Linked DNA regions of Mus musculus: all the other regions are linked to region 2. A link is a contact called in public HiChIP or PLAC-seq and promoter capture Hi-C data. All regions are on one chromosome and are shown on one strand. The core of a region is the stretch at or near the end of the contact, and the rest is flanking DNA. Distances in the headings are between cores, read along the strand shown. Region 1 holds the start of Trmt44 (tRNA methyltransferase 44). Region 2 holds the start of Uvssa (UV stimulated scaffold protein A). Region 3 holds the start of Ift172 (intraflagellar transport 172). Region 4 holds the start of Slc5a6 (solute carrier family 5 (sodium-dependent vitamin transporter), member 6). Region 5 holds the start of Krtcap3 (keratinocyte associated protein 3).

What was found. HiChIP or PLAC-seq counts read pairs in DNA pulled down with a chosen protein or histone mark. Capture Hi-C pulls out chosen DNA fragments and counts their contacts.
Region 1: a contact with region 2 is called in an H3K27ac HiChIP or PLAC-seq map of thymic regulatory T cells, with 9 times the contacts expected there. The contact joins the promoter of Trmt44 here to the promoter of Uvssa in region 2. A contact is called at or near these places in 2 of 115 datasets of contacts at active chromatin or transcription factors (double positive thymocytes and thymic regulatory T cells) and 1 of 9 other capture datasets (liver).
Region 3: an H3K27ac HiChIP or PLAC-seq map of stem cell-derived neural progenitor cells shows a contact between it and region 2, with 6 times the contacts expected there. The contact joins the promoter of Ift172 here to the promoter of Uvssa in region 2. A contact is called at or near these places in 4 of 39 promoter capture datasets (hippocampal neurons, liver and pre-B cells), 2 of 115 datasets of contacts at active chromatin or transcription factors (astrocytes and stem cell-derived neural progenitor cells) and 2 of 9 other capture datasets (adipose tissue and liver).
Region 4: a contact with region 2 is called in a promoter capture Hi-C map of liver, with 6 times the contacts expected there. The contact joins the promoter of Slc5a6 here to the promoter of Uvssa in region 2. A contact is called at or near these places in 1 of 39 promoter capture datasets (pre-B cells), 1 of 115 datasets of contacts at active chromatin or transcription factors (astrocytes) and 2 of 9 other capture datasets (adipose tissue and liver).
Region 5: a contact with region 2 is called in a promoter capture Hi-C map of adipose tissue, with 4 times the contacts expected there. The contact joins the promoter of Krtcap3 here to the promoter of Uvssa in region 2. A contact is called at or near these places in 1 of 39 promoter capture datasets (the 3T3-L1 cell line), 1 of 115 datasets of contacts at active chromatin or transcription factors (astrocytes) and 1 of 9 other capture datasets (adipose tissue).

What each region holds. Positions count from the first base shown.
Region 1 is chr5:35,572,618-35,576,486 of GRCm38.p6, forward strand. It overlaps Trmt44 (tRNA methyltransferase 44), which reads right to left and starts at 2,453. Exons shown (of 11, transcript NM_030208.3): 1 at 1,942-2,453; 2 at 1,463-1,577; 3 at 86-305. The coding sequence starts at 2,428.
Region 2 is chr5:33,377,387-33,381,229 of GRCm38.p6, forward strand. It overlaps Uvssa (UV stimulated scaffold protein A), which reads left to right and starts at 1,310. Exons shown (of 14, transcript NM_001081101.2): 1 at 1,310-1,616; 2 at 1,840-1,939. The coding sequence starts at 1,842.
Region 3 is chr5:31,289,002-31,292,699 of GRCm38.p6, forward strand. It overlaps Ift172 (intraflagellar transport 172), which reads right to left and starts at 2,113. Exons shown (of 48, transcript NM_026298.5): 1 at 1,973-2,113. The coding sequence starts at 2,011. Fndc4 (fibronectin type III domain containing 4) reads right to left here. Exons shown (of 7, transcript NM_022424.6): 7 at 3,241-3,698.
Region 4 is chr5:31,045,914-31,049,742 of GRCm38.p6, forward strand. It overlaps Slc5a6 (solute carrier family 5 (sodium-dependent vitamin transporter), member 6), which reads right to left and starts at 2,166. Exons shown (of 18, transcript NM_001360022.1): 1 at 2,053-2,166; 2 at 1,717-1,886. It overlaps Atraid (all-trans retinoic acid induced differentiation factor), which reads left to right and starts at 2,727. Exons shown (of 7, transcript NM_027855.4): 1 at 2,727-2,843; 2 at 3,549-3,667. The coding sequence starts at 2,760.
Region 5 is chr5:31,250,002-31,253,809 of GRCm38.p6, forward strand. It overlaps Krtcap3 (keratinocyte associated protein 3), which reads left to right and starts at 1,705. Exons shown (of 7, transcript NM_001363337.1): 1 at 1,705-1,813; 2 at 1,918-2,102; 3 at 2,191-2,250; 4 at 2,364-2,570; 5 at 2,654-2,788; 6 at 2,894-3,001; 7 at 3,093-3,196. The coding sequence starts at 1,786. The coding sequence ends at 3,001. Nrbp1 (nuclear receptor binding protein 1) reads left to right here. Exons shown (of 18, transcript NM_147201.2): 13 at 89-139; 14 at 229-364; 15 at 543-596; 16 at 680-743; 17 at 891-946; 18 at 1,024-1,562. The coding sequence ends at 1,128. Ift172 (intraflagellar transport 172) reads right to left here. Exons shown (of 48, transcript NM_026298.5): 47 at 3,552-3,643; 48 at 3,278-3,423. The coding sequence ends at 3,334.

The DNA.
Region 1 (3,869 bases), core at 1,203-3,702, 2.2 Mb after region 2:
TACCCACAGGCAACAGGGTCTCCCTGGTAGGCATTGGTTAATCACTTGTTAAATGAGGGGACCACGGACACGCCGCTAGCATTACCTTTACCATGTCTCTGTATTTCTCTTTGAGCTCCTGGTACATCCTGCTATAGCGCAGGATAGACACCAGGGAAAGTGTGCTTTTAAACTCGCTCTTCCTGTTCTCCACCGCCCACCTGGCCAGCTTGGACAGCAGTTCTTCTCCGAGCCAGGCAGGCTTAGGATAGACAACACCATCTGAATGCCATCTCTCTGGACAGAAAATTAAAACAGATATGAACCTTCAAAAATAAGAGAAATACCAATGAGAATGCTAGCTTCAATCCTTAGTCCTAAGTGACATGTTCATTTTCCCAGAAGGGAGGAGCAACTACAGCATTCTTTCAATGTGTGTATGTGTATGTGTGTGTGTGTGTGTGTGCATGTGCATGTGTGTGTGTGTGTGCGTGTTGTTGTTGCAGGTATCAAACCCAAGACCTCGCTAAGGCACAAAATGGGCAGGTGTTCTACCACTGAATGACAAACCTGTACTTTATAAGAGGGACTCTAAACTATGACAGGATATTCCACCCCCTACTCTGGACCAAGATACACAAATAGCAGTATGATAATCGGATAGAGCTCATGTGAATTTGGTCTAGATAAAAAGTCCCCTAAAGGCTCCTATGTTGAAGGCTCAGTCCCCAATTCAGCTGAGTTTAAAAGTGGAACCTTGGGGAGGTGACTGGACCATGACAGGACCAACCTCATCAACAGGCTAACTCGTAGATACACTCAGCTTAAGGGACATTGGCGGTGGTGGGGACTTAGAGGGTGAGTGAGGTTTTGTTGGAGTAAGCAGGGAGTTGTGTTGGCGGTGGGCTTTTAAGGGCAGATTTTGTCCATGGTCCCTTATGCTCCTAGTTCCTCACTACAGGCCCCAAAACCAAAGAGGGAATGATCACAAACTAAAATATGATACCCGTTTAAAATTATACACATACATCTATATCTGTGTGTGTGTGTGTGTGTGTGTGTGTGTGTTTAAAAGACAGAGGACAGCTCACAGAACATGTGGGCTCTAGGGATCAAACTCAGCTTGTAAGATTTGAAACGAGCACCTTTATGCACAGTCATCTCACTGGCCCTCAAGCATCCTTAAGTTGACTCCCTTGGGTATTATGCAACAGAAAGCTGACTAACAGAGTACCCCAGCTAGTTGCTGTACACCCCTACCGGCATATGGAATATAGAGATCAAGGACTCTGGCTACATTGTGATCCCCAATCCAGTACCAGCGCCAGGAACCAGCAGAGTGGTGACTATAGTATACATCTGAGATCAGCCAACCAACACAAGACCTTGGCTCTTCTGTACCCCAGAATCTTCCAGTTGACTGCTGATAGGACATCCGGGATGGGCATCACATAGTGGTGCAACAGCAGCGTCCAGCTCTTACCATTCTCCTTCGTTGTGATGGAGATGGAGTTGATACACGTTGCTCGTTTTAACCTCCAAATTCCCCTCATTATCTTCTTCCAAGGGCAAAAAGGTGACACTCCCACTGGAGACATCTGAGGGGGAAAGACAAGGCTATCAGGTCATAACTGCTCTAAACGGATCCCTTGGAAGTAGAACTGAGCAGCGATGGACAGGAGAGTAATGCTTTCCAGTCCTTAGTGGCTGTCCAGCACTGGGGAGAGGGCTCTACACTTTGGACACACCATTATAGCTAGCACTTAGACAATACAAGGCCAGAGCTGGGTGGTGGGTGGTGTGGCGCTCCTTTAATCCCAGTACTTGGAAGGCTGAGGCGGGTGTATCTCTGTGAGTTCGAGGCCAGCCTGTTCTACATAGCGAATTCCAGGCCATATAAGGCCCTGTCTCAAAAAGCGAACGCTTTTCAGTCTGTTTGCGCTCTTCCCACTACTCTCCTACCTTGCACTACCAGTTCTTTCTTCGGCTCTGTGAGTGGGGAGTGCGGGCTCGCTTTCGGGATGACAGTCCTGAGAATCAGGTCGAGCTCCTGCGCGGCTTCAGGCTGAGGACCCAACGAGGGGCCACAGAGGAAGGCCAGCATTTCCGGATTGGCGTGGACGAGGCTTTGGGAGACTCGGTCCCATAGCGAGTTCAGGTCAGCCGCGGGAGCGGTGCCTTCGCGGCTCGCCCTAGGTCCCGACTCTGGCTCTCCTTTAGGAGAAGCCTGTCCGGGTTCCCTCTCCAGCCCGTGTCCCTGTCCCTGCCGCGGTCCACACTCCGCCTGGGCGTGGGACCGCAAAGTTCTCCCGCGGGCTTCCATGCGGGCGCCGCACAGCCTCTTGTTGGCCACCTGTGGCCTCTCCAGCCACACGGTCACGGCGGCCCAGAAGCCTGCAGGTAGCAGGGCATCAGGATCGCTTAGCCGCACTCTACCCAGCTCCTCCATGGCTGCGCGCTCGGCGCGTTGGGATGACGCGACCCGGAAGCGCATTGACTCACGGGAGTTAGAGCCTGGACCCGGAAGGCCATCCCTTTGTCCTTTTTGCTGGGCGGTAGCTTCGGAGCCGCTGGCGGAGCCTGGGACGCGGGAGGAGCAGAGTGTGGGCCGCAGTGGATACAGCCTCCTGGGGTCCTCAACGACTGAATGTACAACCCCTTCTCTGCTTGCTTTCTTGCTTGGAAATAAGAGCTCCCAAGCGGTACATCCGATTCGTGCCCCCTAAATGAAATTTTGCCCCCAGAGGTTCCACCTCTCACGACAAAGCTAATAATACTGAGAGGAGAGGAAGTTACTTGAGCAAACAAGACGTAACTGATACACTCAGCAGAAAGCCACACTTATATGAAGGATTCTACAAAGCTGGTTGGCTAACTACAACTTCATGATTGTAAAGAATTGGAATGCGGACCCAAAGCTAGCATTACCTTGGGCGATTATTTAGCTCCTTTATAGCCATGCATTGCCCACCTGTGTCTGACTCCAAATTCTTTGACTGGAATACATTAACTTGCCAGAAAGTAACCTCCTACCAACCCAAAAGATAAAGCTGGCATCAGAAAACATAAGAAACCTATAACACAGACGTTCTGAAAGTATAACAAAGTAAAAACAGAATTCTAGGCCTTTAGGCCCAGGCTTGGGAATGTGGCCTTTGTAAAGGTATGCTAATCATAAAACAGATAGCGACATTCCTCTACCCACCCGCTTCCTGGGTTCAAAGAGTGCTCATTCAAAGAAAGTCACCCTGACCATTGCCATATACAAATGTGCTTTTGTTAGGGGCTCTTAGAAACTGTTTTGAAAAATAACCCTCACAATTACCAGGTATTCCTCGTGACTCTTGTAACTTTGCACTTCCTTGTGACTCTTAACTGGTATTTTTGTTATTTTCCAACAATGCCCTTCCCACCTCCTTGAGTTGTGGTTTCTTCCTTTAAATACCCCCTTACTCAGCTACTCGGGGCGCCACGGTCCTCTACCCCTTCGTGGTGTATGACCGTGGGCCCGAGAGCGCTCTTGAATAAAAATCCTCTTGCATTTTGCAACAGGCCCGTTTCTTGTGGGTGATTTTGGGGTGTCGCCTCTCCTGAGTCAGAACGTGGGGGAGTCCTCACGTTGTGGGTCTTTCATTTCTTACTTTGTTACCTGAGGTCCGAAACAAAGTATTTGTTAAATCCTTTGGAATGTACAAACTATTAGCTTCCACCAACATGAAGGCTAAAAATGTCTCCAGCAATTTCCCCTCATTGTTCTAACCCACCTACCTGTTGGTACCCATCCTTGTATTTTAAAAATACTTACTTTATGGATTTTGTTACTATTAAAAAAACTGTCACCACGTATGAACATAGTTTTTAAACCATAGTCACTCATATTTGTCTCCAGA
Region 2 (3,843 bases), core at 60-2,559:
GAACCCACATGGTGGAGAGAACCACCTCTCAGAAATTGTCCTGATCATACTAGGGAGGGTCCCACCTTCTAACCCCCCAATAAAAAAAAATGTAATAATATCTTAAAGACATTTCATTCTCTTTAAATTTTGGGGGTGGGATGGGTGGGGGCAATCTGTGCATGTAAAATGAGAAACTACAGTCCACGATCAATCTCACGAGTGTATGAGGACTGGGACCTGCCAAGAGGTGGTGGGAAGAGCTCAGATTCCAAACATCACAAGTTGAGTTGCCAGATCCTCACATATTGAACACAACACAAATGAACGGGGGAGGGGGGGGGAGGGGACGGACGTGTCGGGGGAGTCCAGTTGACTTTGTTCACTGACCCGGATTCAGGGAAGGGTAGGTAAGTGGGTGGGACAGTAGGCACACCATGCTTTTAACAGTCTAGTCCAGAAGCTCAAGACCGTCCTGCAGGACACACAAACTGGCTGAATGCCCGCTCTATGGGTGCAGACCCGAACCCCAAACCGGATACACAGGGAGACCGGTGTATGCTTCTCCTTTGCTAAGCGAAGCAGGAGCTGACAGCGGAAAGGCAGAGCGAGTTGTGAGCCGGCTAAGGCGGCAGTATCCGGGGTCTGTGCGTTCAAGAGTTGGGCTGAAGCAGCGTGAGGTTGGTAGAGGCCAGAGTCCTGAACACTGTGAAGCTGTAGGAAGGGAGCAAGCAGCTCTAGCCGAGAGCTGACATATCTTCTACAATCATCTACGTTGAGACTGAACTGACATTTTAAAACATCCAATCAGTGCAACCACCACTACCCCAGGGCAGCCTTGCAACGGTGCCTCCCACCATAGCCTGTCCTGGGGTGGACAACTGACCCGGTCAGGGAGGCGGGCCGACCCTTCCCAACCGGACTTGCGCCCAGATTCCCTTCTGAGCTTTCTTAGCAGATATACAGAGGCTGTACATAGGCCGCGAGCCTCCTGGTGGCCAGAGAACTGATCCCCAGATCAAAACTTCTTTCTGCACCTCAGTCTCATACTCCTGACCCAAAGCCACCGCCCCTTTAAGAACTTGCCGGGCCCTCCCGCCTCCTTTTTCTCGCGCTTAGTTCTTCTCGATCTGCCCCGCCCCCTGGAGGAGCGTTGCGTCACCGCGTTGCCGCGTCCTCGCGCCTGCGCTGTGGAGCCGCTCCAGGCAAATGACGGAGACGGGTGGCTGCCTCATCTGAAAGGGACTGGACCAGAGCGGGCGCGTCGCGGTGACTTCCGCTCCTGCGCCGCGGGTCTTCGCGAGTGTGTGCCCGCTGCTCTCTGGGGCCTGTAACAGAGAGAGCTCTGTCTACACCGGAAGGGGTGGGCGAAACAAGCTGCTGCATCCTGCGGGCCGTGTCACCGGGGCTGAGGGACGCTGGTACTACGTCTCCTGAGGCAGCGAGTGCGGCGGACTGAGGGTCGTGGCTGGTCAGATTCTCGGCCCGCAGGGTCGGATCAGTCGCCCCCGCAGTTGTCCAGAGACTGTCGCTTGCAGAGAGCGAGTTTCTTGTGCGGCCAGTTTGCTTAAAATTTAGTGACATTTCCCCTTAGCCCGCGGTAACGTCACCCACACAGCTGACCGAAGACTGCCGGAGTTAGTCTCATCTTTAAAACCTTAGCTAATTATCACCGAAGGGCTTGATGGCCTTCCGTGGGAATGTGGTGGCTAGCCTTCTTCGCCTGGGAGACAACCTACAGAGACACCCTAGGGCCTTTGCCGTAATCCCCAGTATTTGGAGTCCCCCATAAACTTAAAACTAAGACCGTGAAGTATTTATTGTATGTTAACTCAGCATCTCCGCGTCCCTTGTTTCTAGATATGGATCAGAAACTTTCACAGTTGATAGAGGAGCTCACAACTTCAGGAGAATCCCAACTCAATGCTCAGAAAATGAAGGAACTGAAGAAAATTTGCAAGTATGTATTGAGGCTAAATGTGCCAATGTCCCCTGAGCACCCACACCGTGGAGATTGTGGACCCTCTGCCCTCTTGTACACCTCTGCCACCTCCTGCATTCACTACCTAGGAAGGAATTATCTGATCACCAGGGCATGGTGGCATTTGCCTGTTGTGAGGTAGAGTTGGGAGTAGCATGAGTTCCCCGCAGCTTGGGCTACATAGTAAGGCCTTGTCTCAGGAACCACTAAAGGATTTCTGGGGCTGTAATCCTGGTGTACCTGGGTCCAGAATGTCGCGCAAACTCTGAACTTGGTGCCTCTGACGATTTCTGTAAGGTATAAAGCTATCACACTATGTCAGTAAAAGTAGATCCTCTTCTTTTCCGTTGGAGTAAAGAGTTCATGATTGGGTCAGTGGCTCTGGCCTCCCCACCCCCGCCCCACCCCCAGGGATGCTCAGGAGCCCCAAGCATGCTGTCCCCAAGCAAACTGTACCACTGAGCTACCTATTATTATCATCATCATCATCATTATTATTATTATTATTATTATTATTATTATTTCTCCTTCTCCTCCTCCTCTCCCTCCTCCTCCTCCTCCTCCTCCTCCTCCTCCTCCTCCTCCTTCTTCTTCTTCTTCTTCTCTCTCTCTCTCTCTCTCTCTCTCTCTCTCTCTCTCTGACAGATTCTCATGTAGCCCAGGTTAACCTCTTTACTATGTAGCTAAGGCTGGCTGTGAATTTCTGATCTTCCTGCTTCCACTTAAGTGTTCCTTTGGGGTCATAGGCATGTACCATCATAGAACCCAATATTTTTTTAAAAGATTCATTTATTTTTATACATAAGTACACTGTAGTTGTCTTCAGACACCAGAAGAGGACGTCAGATCTTATAACAGATGGTTGTGATCCGCCATGTGGTGGCAGAGATTTGAACTCAGAACCTCAGAAGAGTGGTCAGTGTTCTTACCCGCTGAGCCATCTCTCCAGCCCGGACCCAATCTTTAAAGTAGTCGTTCTCATCCTTATTAATCCCTCGGAAGGAAGCACTGTGATGCTCCCTGCCTTGCTACTCAAGGCAGTCTTATTTGGTTAAGAAGCAAAATTCCTTCATTGCCTTGGTCACTAATGAGCCTTTGTTTATAAAATGAGAGAACTTAAATGATTCTTTCTGAAGTGGTAGAGTATTCACATTGCAATAATTCTGGGCCTGGTTTAGCTGTACACCCCAGAAAAACCTCCAAGTGTGATTTACATAGGGTATGGAAATGGGAATAGAGGAGCAACCCAGAGGACTTTGAGAACCTTTTGCTCCATTTCCTGTAGAGGATTCTGGTCTATGCACTCAGTCCTGTCTGGCTGACACTGGGGCTCAGAGGGCACCTCTAGAGGGGTTCTAGGCTTTCATGTATCAGAACAAAGATTGTGTAGTAGCAACTAAAGCAAGAAAGTTTCTTAAGAGTGAGGATCCTTCCAAGGGAGAAAGCTGGCTCAAGCAGGGAAAAGTTTAACAGCTCGGATGTCTCTGCTATACAAAGAGTTGGGCTTATTATATCTTATTGTGAGCATTTGCTGCTCTGTCTGTTGTATTTCTACATTACCACCTCATGCATTCCCTGTCTGATAGTTTGAATGAGAATGGTTCATGTATTTGAGTGCTTGGCTCCAAGATGGTGGAATGGCTTGGAAAAGATGTGACCTTGTTGGAGGAGGTCATTCATGGTGGGCTTCAAGATTTTAAAAGCCCACTCTATCTCTAGTTAGCTTTCTACTTCATGTCTCAAGATTTGAGCTCTCAACTATTGCTCCAGCACTGTGCTTGTCTGTCTGCTGTCATGTATTCCCCCATGATGTTCATGGGTTCACCCTCTGAAACCATAAGCCCCAATAAACTCTTCCTTCTCTAAATTGCCTGGATTGTGGT
Region 3 (3,698 bases), core at 863-3,362, 2.1 Mb before region 2:
CATAAATGCTTGACACCTATTAAGTACCACATCTCATAACTCTGAAGTACAAGCTATTATTATTCCCATTTTACATACGGAGAAACTGAGGCATTGAAAATTAAGAAACTTGCTCAGGTTTATATAGACAGTTTTTAGATGGCAGATGCAATATTTGAATCCATGTATGTTTGACTATATAAGCTGTAATTCTAATGTCTAATGGTATATGTATTGATGGCTTAATTCTGCCATATATTATTCTTAGAATTAATTTTTGAGACAGGATCTCTCTGTGTAGCCTAGAACTCGCTGTGTAGAGCAGACTGGCATTGAACTTACAGAAATCTACCTCCTGCTCCTGAGTGTTCATACTACAGGCATGAGCCATTATGCTTGCTACTCTTACTTTTTAAAAAGAAGTTCTTGCTACATATTCAAACTGGCTTTGAGCTCACAGCCATCCTCCTGCCTCAGCCTCCTAGGTTCTAAGACTACAGGCATGTAACAGCACAATCAGGTAAGGGAGTCTGTCTGTCTGTCTGTCTGTGTGTGTCGGGAGGATGTTGCTATATGGGCCTGTCTATGTGTGCATGTAGAGACCAGAGGTCAAGTGTTTTCACAGTCATTCTCCATCTTACTTTTTGAAAGACAGAGTCTCTCATTGCACTGAAAGCTCGTAATTCCAGTTCTAGGACTAGAACTCTAGGGACCACCTGTCTACCTTCGAAACACTGAGATTACAGGTGCACCTGGCTCTGAAGAGGATGCTGGAGATCTGAACTCAGTTTCCCACGCTGGTGATGAGTCATTTCCCCCATAGCCAACCTTCTTATCTGTGTTGTGTTAGCCTGTCCTTTCACTTTGGAATGCCTTTCTCTCTTGTCAATCATCCTTCTTATGGCTTTCCAGTTTTCTTATGCTCTTTAAAACTTTTTCCTTACATTTTGAGTGGGGTGGGACAACTTGCACAAGCTGGCTCTTTCCTTCCACTGTGTGGGTCACAGGGCTCAAACTCAGGAGGTCAGGCTTAGTGGCAAGTACCTTAGCCAGTGAGCCAGCTCACAGGCCTTTCCTCTTCCTCTTCCTCTCCCCTCCCCCCTCTCTCTCTCCTACCCTCCCCTTCCCTTCCCTCCTCTCTCCCTTTTCCCCTTCCCCCTCCCCTTTTCTCCCCTCCCCTTTCCTTCCCTTCTCTCCCTTCCCCTACCCCCTCTCCTAAGAGTCTCAAGTAGCCCAGGCTGGCCTTGAACTCTCCACGTAGCTAAGAATGGCCTTGCATTCCTGATCCTCCTACCTCCACAATTGCTGAGATTACTAGCCTGGGCTACCAAGGCTTATAAGATTCTGTTCTGTGTAGAACTTTATTTAACATTCTCCTAAGTCGCTTACAGTTGCTCTCCCTGCGCCTTTTCTTTACCAGATGAAGAAGCTAGTGATAGAATGATTGCGTATGGTGATGGTTAAAGCCAGAAATACCATTTGGTCAAGTCAGTGTTGGAGCTAAGCTAAGACAGAGACTCTGTCCTCTTCACGCCCAAACCAAACATAATCTTCGTTTATGTCTCTGGGCTCCTCCTCCAGCGCCCACCCAGCCTCTTCTGCTTCTGAGGAGACACACTTTCACAATCCAAAAGAGGGTTCAGCTTCTGCTCTACCTTTTTTTAGGGTTTATATCTAAAGTGCTCATTTCATCCTGTGTAGACTTATGAAGGTTGACTATATATGCGCCTCTCCTTCCAAAAAGAGCCTTGACGCGTAATGCGGGTGATCCCGGAGAGCCTAAGCTTGGGGCCTGGCACTCAACTGATGTAATGTCATGCAAAGAAAGCTTAGAGTCGTTAGTGATGCATGTCGCCTGCTGAAAGAGCTTTCACGGTCTTCTGAACAAAGTAGACGCTCAAAAAGTATGAACTTATGTTCCCTTACTTTTTTTTTTTTTTTTTTTTTTGAACGCCTGGTGGCCTGGGAATGGAAGAGGCATGCGATTCCTCACCTGAGGGCTCAGCAGGGTCCTCAGGTGCTTCAACTGCATGACGTACACCGGTCTCGGATGCTCACTGACCGAGACAACTCCCGTGGTTACCTGGACAACCCGCCAAGCATCGGCGGCGCTAACCGCTGACGCACAGGCAACGTGAGTGCGACATACGTCATAAGGTCACGTAGTGGGTTCGCGACGGAGCGAACAGGACGTGCGCAAGCGCAGTGAGTCCTAAGGCGGGCCCATAAGAGGGGTTGTGGAATTCTCTCCGCGACCAATCCTGTGGCTGCATGCAAACCTAACGCAAACCTCCGCCCACAAGTCTTCGGTCCTCTCCGGATTCTACGTCACCATATCCTTACGTTTTCTTATTGTCCTACCCGGCCAGATGTGCTTTAGTTGCTTAAACTCTGGAGGAGAGCAAGGCAGGTGCTACGAGAGGCAAAAGACAATTCGCGGAGCTGAAATCTTCACGTCATCCCAAAACTTAGGTGACTTGCGGGAGGCCACTCAATACTGACAGATAACAGTGAAAGCTCAAGGATATACTTGGCACTGTGTTTGAATTCAGCAGCGGTACAGACCCATTTTACCCAACAGGAGGCAGATTAAAGGAGTTACTCGCCAAAGTTAAAACAGCTTGTAAAGGGTGGAACCGGCATTTAACCCACAGCTAATAACCTTTTAATTCCCGTAAGAAGGCTCAACTCTCCTCAACTCATTGTCTCCATGCCCAACTTCTCTACTCTGAAACACAGTCTCAGGAAATTATCCAGGATATGGTGGATATATTGGAAGCACTGGCTAGGGAAAGAAAAGGCACCCTGTTTGGTCATTGAGTTCAAGGCAGATTCCTGAAACCCAGATGTCTCTATGGGACAGTGCAGGAGGCAGACCAGAGCTTGGTTCCCCTCCTAGTTTAGAGCTGCATGACACCTGTGGTTGTGATTAGTTAAGCAAAAAAAGATACCATCTTCTTTGGGATCCTTTCAATAATTTTTGTTCTTGTTTCTCCCAAAAGATCAAGAGACAGAATGAAATGCAGAAACGTTAGTCATAGGCCTTCTCTAAATGACCCAAGGTGGGCAAGCCCTATCCCCCCCTAAAAGCATAGCATATGCCCCCCAGGCAAATGCTGGGCCCAAAGCCTTGAGCGCACTGCAGTTGCCAATGGTAACGAGTATTTCTCTTCCTGCCACCACATCCCTCTAGAAAATTAAGAATCAGAAGGGGACAGATTCCCTTTTTTCACAGGTAACAAATAGGTCCCAGAACTCAAATTATACTTTTTTTGATAGGGGCATCCAAACCCCTCAGCTTTATTTCTAGAATCCTCTGGATATGTTAGAGTATAAATATAAACTCATTTATGGATTACAATTATTATTAACTTTGAATGAACAAAGACATAGATGAAAAAGAAAACAAAGACGAGGCACTGGTGTGCCCGGGGTGAGAACACATGGCACCAAGGGCACATTAGTGGTGGCTGCTCTCCTGTCAGCTCCTAAGACAGCTCAGCCCTTCTGACCATTTCCCCAAAGTGAGTGCTGGAGTCAAAAGTGCAGGGAAGGGATTGGTTATATAGCGCAACAGTAGAATATTTGCTTAGTATGCACAAGGTCCTGAACAAAGATAAAAAAAAAATCTACTGGCCCTTTTATATGACATGGCCTGGTTTCTGTTGGTATGAAAACTGTGACTTCTCATTTTCTCTCTTCTCATTCAGCAAAGACAA
Region 4 (3,829 bases), core at 916-3,415, 2.3 Mb before region 2:
TTTTGTTTTTTTGAAGCAGGATCTTACCATGTATTCTTGACTGGCCCAGAACTCATAATGTAGACTATGCTAGCCTTAAACTCTAGGTTCACACCACCACACATAGGAAGAATATCTATTACAAGGGCTGAAGAGATGGCTCAGGGGTTCAAAGAAAGAGTTGTGGCTGCTTTGGGGAGGACATGTTTGGTTCCAAAAACCTACAGTCAGCTTGAAACCATCGACTTGTGGCTCCCTCACTACTGGCCTCCTCACACCAGCACTCACTCACACACACACACACACACACACACACACACACACACATACAGACACACAATAAAAAAGAATTTTTCACAGGTATTCACCAGTGCTCCAATCTCACTAGTCCCAAGACTAAGAAAGGAACAGAGTGCTAACTGTAGTCAGTCATTCATGGAACAGTATAGATTTCAACTATTCTAGTGACAGATTAATATACCCTGCCCTCCAAGGAAACAGAGCATCTTCTGAACTGTATTCAAACAGTTGGGCACATATTGCCTAGTTGGCAGGGTGCGGTTCCCACAGACTAATCCTGAACTATAAGCCTCACAGGACAAAGAAAAAGTCTGAACTTGGGCCACATGTTCTACCGTCTCTGGGTCAAGGATTCTAAGGGGCTCTGGTTTACCTAAAGGGGCCCCAGGCCTTGATATTTTGCAACACCTTGAGTTTTCTTTCTCTTTGGCAAGCTGTCACTGCTATGGGAAGATGAGGAGGATAGACAAGGAGGGTGACACACACCTTTAATCCTTCTGGAGGCGGACGGAGAGGAATCTCTAGAGTTCAAGGCCTACCTTGTCTACAAAGTGAATACCAGGACAGCCATATCTGTAGAAATACGGTCTTGAAAAAACAAAACAAGCCGGGCATGGTGGCACACGCCTTTAATCCCAGCACTTGGGAGGCAGAGGAAGGCGAATTTCTGAGTTCGAGGCCAGCCTGGTCTACAGAGTGAGTTCCAGGACAGCCAGGGCTACACGGAGAAACCCTGTCTCAAAAACAAAAACAAAACAAAAAATAAAGAAAAAACCCTTCTAGACCAATCCTAGCACACAGGGGGCAGACAGGTGGATCTCTATGAGTTCCAGGCCAACCAAAGCTACACGGTCTCAAAATAAAACACCAAGTGGTCGGGTAGTACCGATTTGGTTCCTCTGCTTCTAGAGTTTCCTGATTAATTATCTGCGTTGAGAAACCACGAAGCCTCTGGGATAGAGGAAGAAGAGGTAAGCAGACAGGAAAACGCCAAGCCAGCAGTAACACAACTTTCATACGATCCAATTCTAGGAAAAGAACAGTGGCTTTCTACAAACTCCACTGATTCACAACAGTGGACATGTCTTTTAAAAAGGTCTCACATTGCATGGGACTTATCTGCAATGAAAGGTATTGAGGTTTGTGGGTTCATTTCTTTCAGTACTGGGGACAAGACTTAACTAGGAATGCCAGAGCTAAGTCCTCACCCTCTTCCCCCTTTGAAATATAAGGGAACACCTGCAGGGCCAACTGTCACCAATATCTAGGGCTTAATATTCCTCAAGATCTGAATGGCCTTTCTCATTAAAACAAGATATCCCACCAGCTAAATGTATTGATAAATGCAAATTCAGGATTTCCAGGCAGATACCTGGAGCCTGTGGAATGGAAGCATTGGCAGGCTAATTGAGATGAGCTCTAATTGTCTCTAGTTACCTTTTGAGGAGTCGTCACCCAGAGCAATAGCTGTCCCCTTAGGTGTGATGGGTCTCTCCCAGCGCCCTTCCAGTCAGACCTGCTGCTGTTCTGCTTGCCTTGCGTCGGTGGTTCGGCCAGGGCTACCAAAGTTCCTACGTTCTTTCCGAAACCAGCATTGGTTTTTCCCCCTTGGCAAGGCAAAGAACATGAGTTAAGGAAGCGTCTTTCCCGCTTCGCGTCCTTGCCCGGGCTGCAGAACACTACGCAACATTAAGGTGAAGGGTTCCCAGGCTCGTGTTCTCTTGCCAGCGTTTGCCCTTCGCCCTCCGATCTTCACTCCTCCATCACCCTTACCCTCTCTCGGCTCAGCTTTCCCCTTCTCTCCGCACGTGGCGAACCCACGACTTTGCACTAGTATTTAAGACCTTCCCCAAAGCCCACACCGAGAGGCTCACCCCGCCCCGCCCCTTCCAGTCCCGCCTCCAGGCGACTGAACTCAGTCTCTCCGGCCCTGCCCAATCCCCGCCTCGCCCGGCCCATCCTACACCCGCCCTGCCCACCTTTGAGATCTCCACATGAGGGCAGCTGGCCCGCAGGCCAGCCCGGCCCGGCTCGGCTCGGCTCGCACCTCCTGACTTGGTGACAGCGGGACAGCAGGACCCCGCCCCCTACCCCCGCCCTCCCGGGTCCCAGCGCCGCCATGTTTACTAAGGGCGGATGGAGCTGCCCGGGCGTCCGCACCGGGCTGAGGGTCATGCAGTAGCTCAAGGCAACTAAGCGCTAACTGGACAGGCCTGCGCTCCAGGAAGAATGGAGAGATGGTGGGTCTGTCCACCGCGAGCAAGCGCAGGACAGGAGCTCAGAATTCCGCGAGCAGCCCGAACCTGCGGGCAAATTACGCCTCGGGCTCCACGGCTCGTGCCCCGGGCGGACCAGGCCACGCCCCAGAGTGACAGGATTTGGAAGCTAAGCCTCGCCTCAAGGCTGGCGCGTGACACGCTGGGGGCGGAGCCTCGCGCTCGGTTCTCGCGAGCTGTCAAGACGGTGGAAAGCAGTGGGAAATGGCGTCTCGGGAGTCAGGCGGCTCTCGGGCGGCCGCCCTGCTCCTGGTTCTGGGCGTGGAGAGGGCCCTGGCTCTACCTGAGGTACAGAAGAAAGTTTGAGATCTGGCTGAAGAAGGTTGCTGGCCGTCAGCCCGGAATCCAGCTCGCCCGCCGGTGTCTGTCCCTTTGGCCAGTCGGAAGCTCAGATTTTTGTCCCTGAAGCTTCCCCGGGCCCTGTGCCTGCGGGGATGGTGTTGTCCAGTACTCACGTAGTGCAGGCCACTAGCACCTTCGCCCTGCCCACATTCAGAGTCCTTTGAAATTTGATCTCCTTGCTTTTGAATAATTTTAAATAGTGCTTCCCAGACGAGTCCCAGGGTTCTTCTGCCAGCTCTCCTTGCACGAATGCTGTGCGTGGTGCAATGGCACGACTATCTATCTATCTATCTATCTATCTATCTATCTATCTATCTATCTATCTATCTATCTATCTATCTATCTAAATATATAGTGATGCTTGAGTACGCTGTGTACCTGCAGCCCTTTAACACTTGCCAAACCATGCCTGTCAGGTGGAGAAGTCTCTGGAGAGGACACAGTATAGTCAAGTAATAATGCACAAACACGAGGATCTTCTCTCGTACAGTGCGCTGATTTGGTGCGGGGGTTTTAAGGGAAAAAAATGGGTTCTGTTTACAAAAGGCACTTTTCCGCTTTGCATTATGGGAATTCTGGAAAGGCTACTGACTTGTTCTTTTTTTTTTTTTTCTTTCTGGAGTCTTAATCAGGTTTCTTTCTCTTCTGCAGATATGCACCCTGTGTCCGGGAGGTATGCACAATTTGTCCAGAGTGGCTGCTTACTGTGAGGATACATCGAAGCTAATGCAGGCCCGATGCTGCCTGAATCAGAAGGGCACCATCTTGGGGTGAGGGAGGAGAAGACATCCTTGAATATTCTTTTGAACTTTTTAGAGTTCCCAGACTGGAGTCTACAGACTTGCCTAGCAGGCTCTGGGGATAAATATTAGTACCTAAGTGGAGACATTTAATGCTCGATTCTAAACATTTGAATTTGATGATTTTTCGAT
Region 5 (3,808 bases), core at 455-2,954, 2.1 Mb before region 2:
ACCAGCTGAGGGTCTGAAAGGGATAGATTGGTCACTACCATCCAAGGCTCTGTAGAGTGAGTCTCATGTTATTTACTTTTTCTTCCAGGTACTCTCAGTCACCAGCCCTAGAATTAGACAAATTCCTTGAAGATGTCAGGTGAGATAGGGTGGGCTTCTGGGAGGAAGTAGGGACAGGTGTCTTGAAGCTTTCACAGAGTCTGTGTGACTTATATCATCTCCCACCAGGAATGGGATCTACCCTCTGACAGCCTTTGGGCTACCTCGGCCTCAGCAGCCACAGCAGGAGGAGGTGACATCACCTGTTGTGCCCCCCTCTGTCAAGACTCCAACTCCTGAGCCAGCTGAAGTGGAGACACGAAAGGTGGGGACTCTGGTATGATTGTATTTTTGGCCATGGGGATAGAGACATCTTAACTAAGGCACTGTCCTGTATGGAATGCATTTCTGCCTGCTGGCCACCGTTTTCTTCCGTGGGCCGGAAAGTCTCAGGGGTGTCACTGAGCAGTCTCTAGACTGTCCTCCTTGTCTGTCCTGTTCAGGTGGTGCTGATGCAGTGCAACATCGAATCTGTGGAGGAGGGAGTCAAACACCATGTAAGCTCAGGGCGGGGCTTCCCAGGGCTGACCACGCGGCCTGCTGGGGAGAAGGAGCCTCATTCTGATTGTCCTTTTTCTAGCTAACACTTCTGCTGAAGCTGGAGGACAAATTGAACCGGCACCTGAGCTGTGACCTGATGCCAAGTGAGCCTCTCCTTTCTTTTGGAGGAGGGAGGATCTATGAGCCATATCCCTTGAGGGGACATGTCAGGGACAGGGACAGGGACAGTACTTGACAGGGCTCTGATCCTCCCAGACTGTATTCAAGCACCCCTCCTGTCTCTCTGTCAGATGAGAGCATCCCGGACTTGGCAGCTGAGCTGGTGCAGCTGGGCTTCATTAGTGAGGTGAGGGTCCTGCCTGTGTTCTGGGTGCCTCCCTGCCCCCCCTCTCTCAGCCCTGCCTTACTGAGCTGCTTCCCCAGGCTGATCAGAGCCGCCTGACTTCTCTGCTGGAGGAGACGCTCAACAAGTTCAACTTCACCAGGAACAGTACACTCAACACAGCCACTGTCACCGTCTCCTCGTAGAGCTCACTTGAGCCAGGCCCCTAGCCAGGCTGTGGCTGTCCCTGGGCATGCTGCAGTCCTCCTGTCCCTTCTCCCCAGTCAGTATTACCCTTCGCGCCCATATTATTTAGGAGGGCTTTAGGGGCTCCCTGGTTGAGTATCACCCTGCCCCTTCCCCTCTCTTCCTCCCCTCTGCACTTTGTTTACTTGTTTTGCACAGACGTGGGCCTGGGCCTTCTCAGCAGCCACCTTCTAGCTGGGGGCTAGTAGCTGACCTGCTGCCTCCTGCCCTACTTGTGTGGACAGGAGGCCCACGGGCACTGGGGAAGCTGAGTTCTACAATCCCGCTGGGGCGCATGGGCAGGAGAGAAAGGTGGTGCTGCAGGGGTGGCCCCCCGGGGGGGGCATTCGAATCACCTCAGTTGCTGCTGTAATAAAGTCTACTTTTTGCTAAAGCATCTTGTGTTGTGCTTGCGGCTCAGTGGGTGGCACCGCCGCTTCGGTTGGGGCGGGGCGGGCCCAGGTAGGGTGGCCCCTTGGAGGCCGGGCCTTAGGTCAGGGGCGGGGCGGGGCCAGGTGGAGCCGCCTGCGGCGGCGCGGAAGCGGCGCTTGAGGTCGGCGTCGGGACAAAGCCAGGTCCAGGTAGAGCCTATGGGCGGAGGGAGTAGAGCGGCCACGATGAGGTGCTGCGGCGTCTGCGCCTTCGGTAAGTTGTACGGCTTTCTACCGCACCTGTGGTCCCACAGGGCGACGCTGGGCCTGGGGCCCCGCCCTGCACGGCTACTGTCCGCCCCTCCCCCTACCTTGCAGATGCCGCCCGAGGGCCCAGGCGGCTGATGCGCGTGGGACTCGCGCTGATCCTGGTGGGCCACGTGAACCTCCTGGTGGGAGCTGTGTTGCATGGTACTGTTCTGCGGCACGTGGCCAACCCCCGAGGCGCGGTCACTCCTGAGTACACCACAGCCAATGTCATTTCTGTGGGTTCGGGACTACTGGTGAGCGTCGCGGGAGGGTGGACAGGCAAGGCGGGTTGGGCTGGGCGCTGAGAGCCAGTAAGCCCTATTAGGCTTGTTGCTTCCGCAGAGCGTTTCAGTGGGACTTGTGGCCCTCTTGGCATCCAGGAACCTTCTTCGCCCACGACTGGTGAGAAGGGTGGAGGAGGTGTCTCAGCACACTACCAATGGACAGGAGCCTCAAATAGAGAAGTATCACGGAGAAACAAACAGGCTGTTTACCCAGGTCTTCTACCCCACTAGCACTGGGCCCTGCTGACGCTGGCCTTGGTGAACCTGCTCTTGTCTGCTGCCTGCTCCATGGGCCTCCTCCTGGCTGTATCGCTCACTGTTGCCAATGGTGGCCGCCGTCTTATTGCTGATTGCCACCCAGGACTGATGGATCCTTCCATACCGCTGGACCAGGGGCCTGGACACACTGACTGCTCCTTTGATCCCACAAGAATTTATGTGAGCTTATTCTTGCTATTGGAGAAACTCTGGTCCTCACCTTTGCTCCAAGGCCTAGTCCTCTTTGTTACTTTGGGTTTTAGGATACAGCTTTGGCTCTCTGGATCCCTTCTCTGTTCATGTCTGCAGCTGAGGCTGCTCTTTCTGGTTACTGTTGTGTGGCTGCACTCACGCTACGGGGAATTGGGCCCTGCAGGAAGGAAGGGTTGCAGGAACAGGTAAGGAAGAGGAACAGGAAGGGCTCGTTCCATACCCTGGTTGTGTTGAAAAGGAGCTGGTGTGTCAATTTAAGTCCCAATTACTGAATTCCCTCCTTTGGGCAGCTGCAGGAACTGACAGAGCTTGAACTTCCCGAGTGTAAAAGGCAGGAGAACGTGCAGCTGCTCCATGGCCGTCAGGACTTCCAGGCCTTACAGAAGACCTGGGTTTAGGTCAGGTGAAGGCCCTGGGGTGGGATGCATTCTTGGGGACGGGGGCTACGCTGCTTGCTCTCTGACTCAGGTTGGCTCTTTTCTTTGTCAGGCAGGTGTTCTTCTGAGGCGCAGTCCACAGGTGTTTTCTACTACGCACGGGGGCCCTGACCCTAGGGTGGTATAAATAATTGTAATAAAAGAACTTGTATTTTGTCTTCTGCCTGATTACAGTTACTTGTAGAGTAGGGGCAGTGTGCTGTGGTGGAGAGACATTGAGCAAAGAATGCAGCAGTCTCCACTACTCAGAGAACTTTAATGAGGGACAGATGTAAGCGTCTCGGCTGCGCCAGTCACTGAAAGGAAAAGCTGGTGCTAGGGAGACCACCGCACCACTGGCTGATGAACTTGAGCACGTCCTGGCACACTGGGCTGTGAGAGGTCTGTGAGCAAAGTGGAGAACAGGAGAGGAACCATCAGCTCCTGGCTGAGCAGGGTTTTGAGATTCCTATTTGCAGCGCCCCCTACCCCACCCGACTGCCTCCTTTGTCTTTAAGACTCCTTCTCTAACCTTGATGGCCATAAGAAACTTGTTCCAGTTGTCTTTGTTAGCAGCCTTCCCAGGCCGCTTAAATTCAATTTTGTTCCTCAAAATGGGGTAACCTGTGGTAGAAGGTGAAAAGGCAGCGTTTGCAAGAGTGTGGAAGGGGGACTAGGCAGCTGAGAGCTGGGTGGGGAGGGGTAGCTCTGGCACCAAAAGGAAATTTTGACGTTTCTGCTTTTCCCGCCTTTCTCCTTGCCGTGGGATTCTGGGGCGATGTGGGGTTC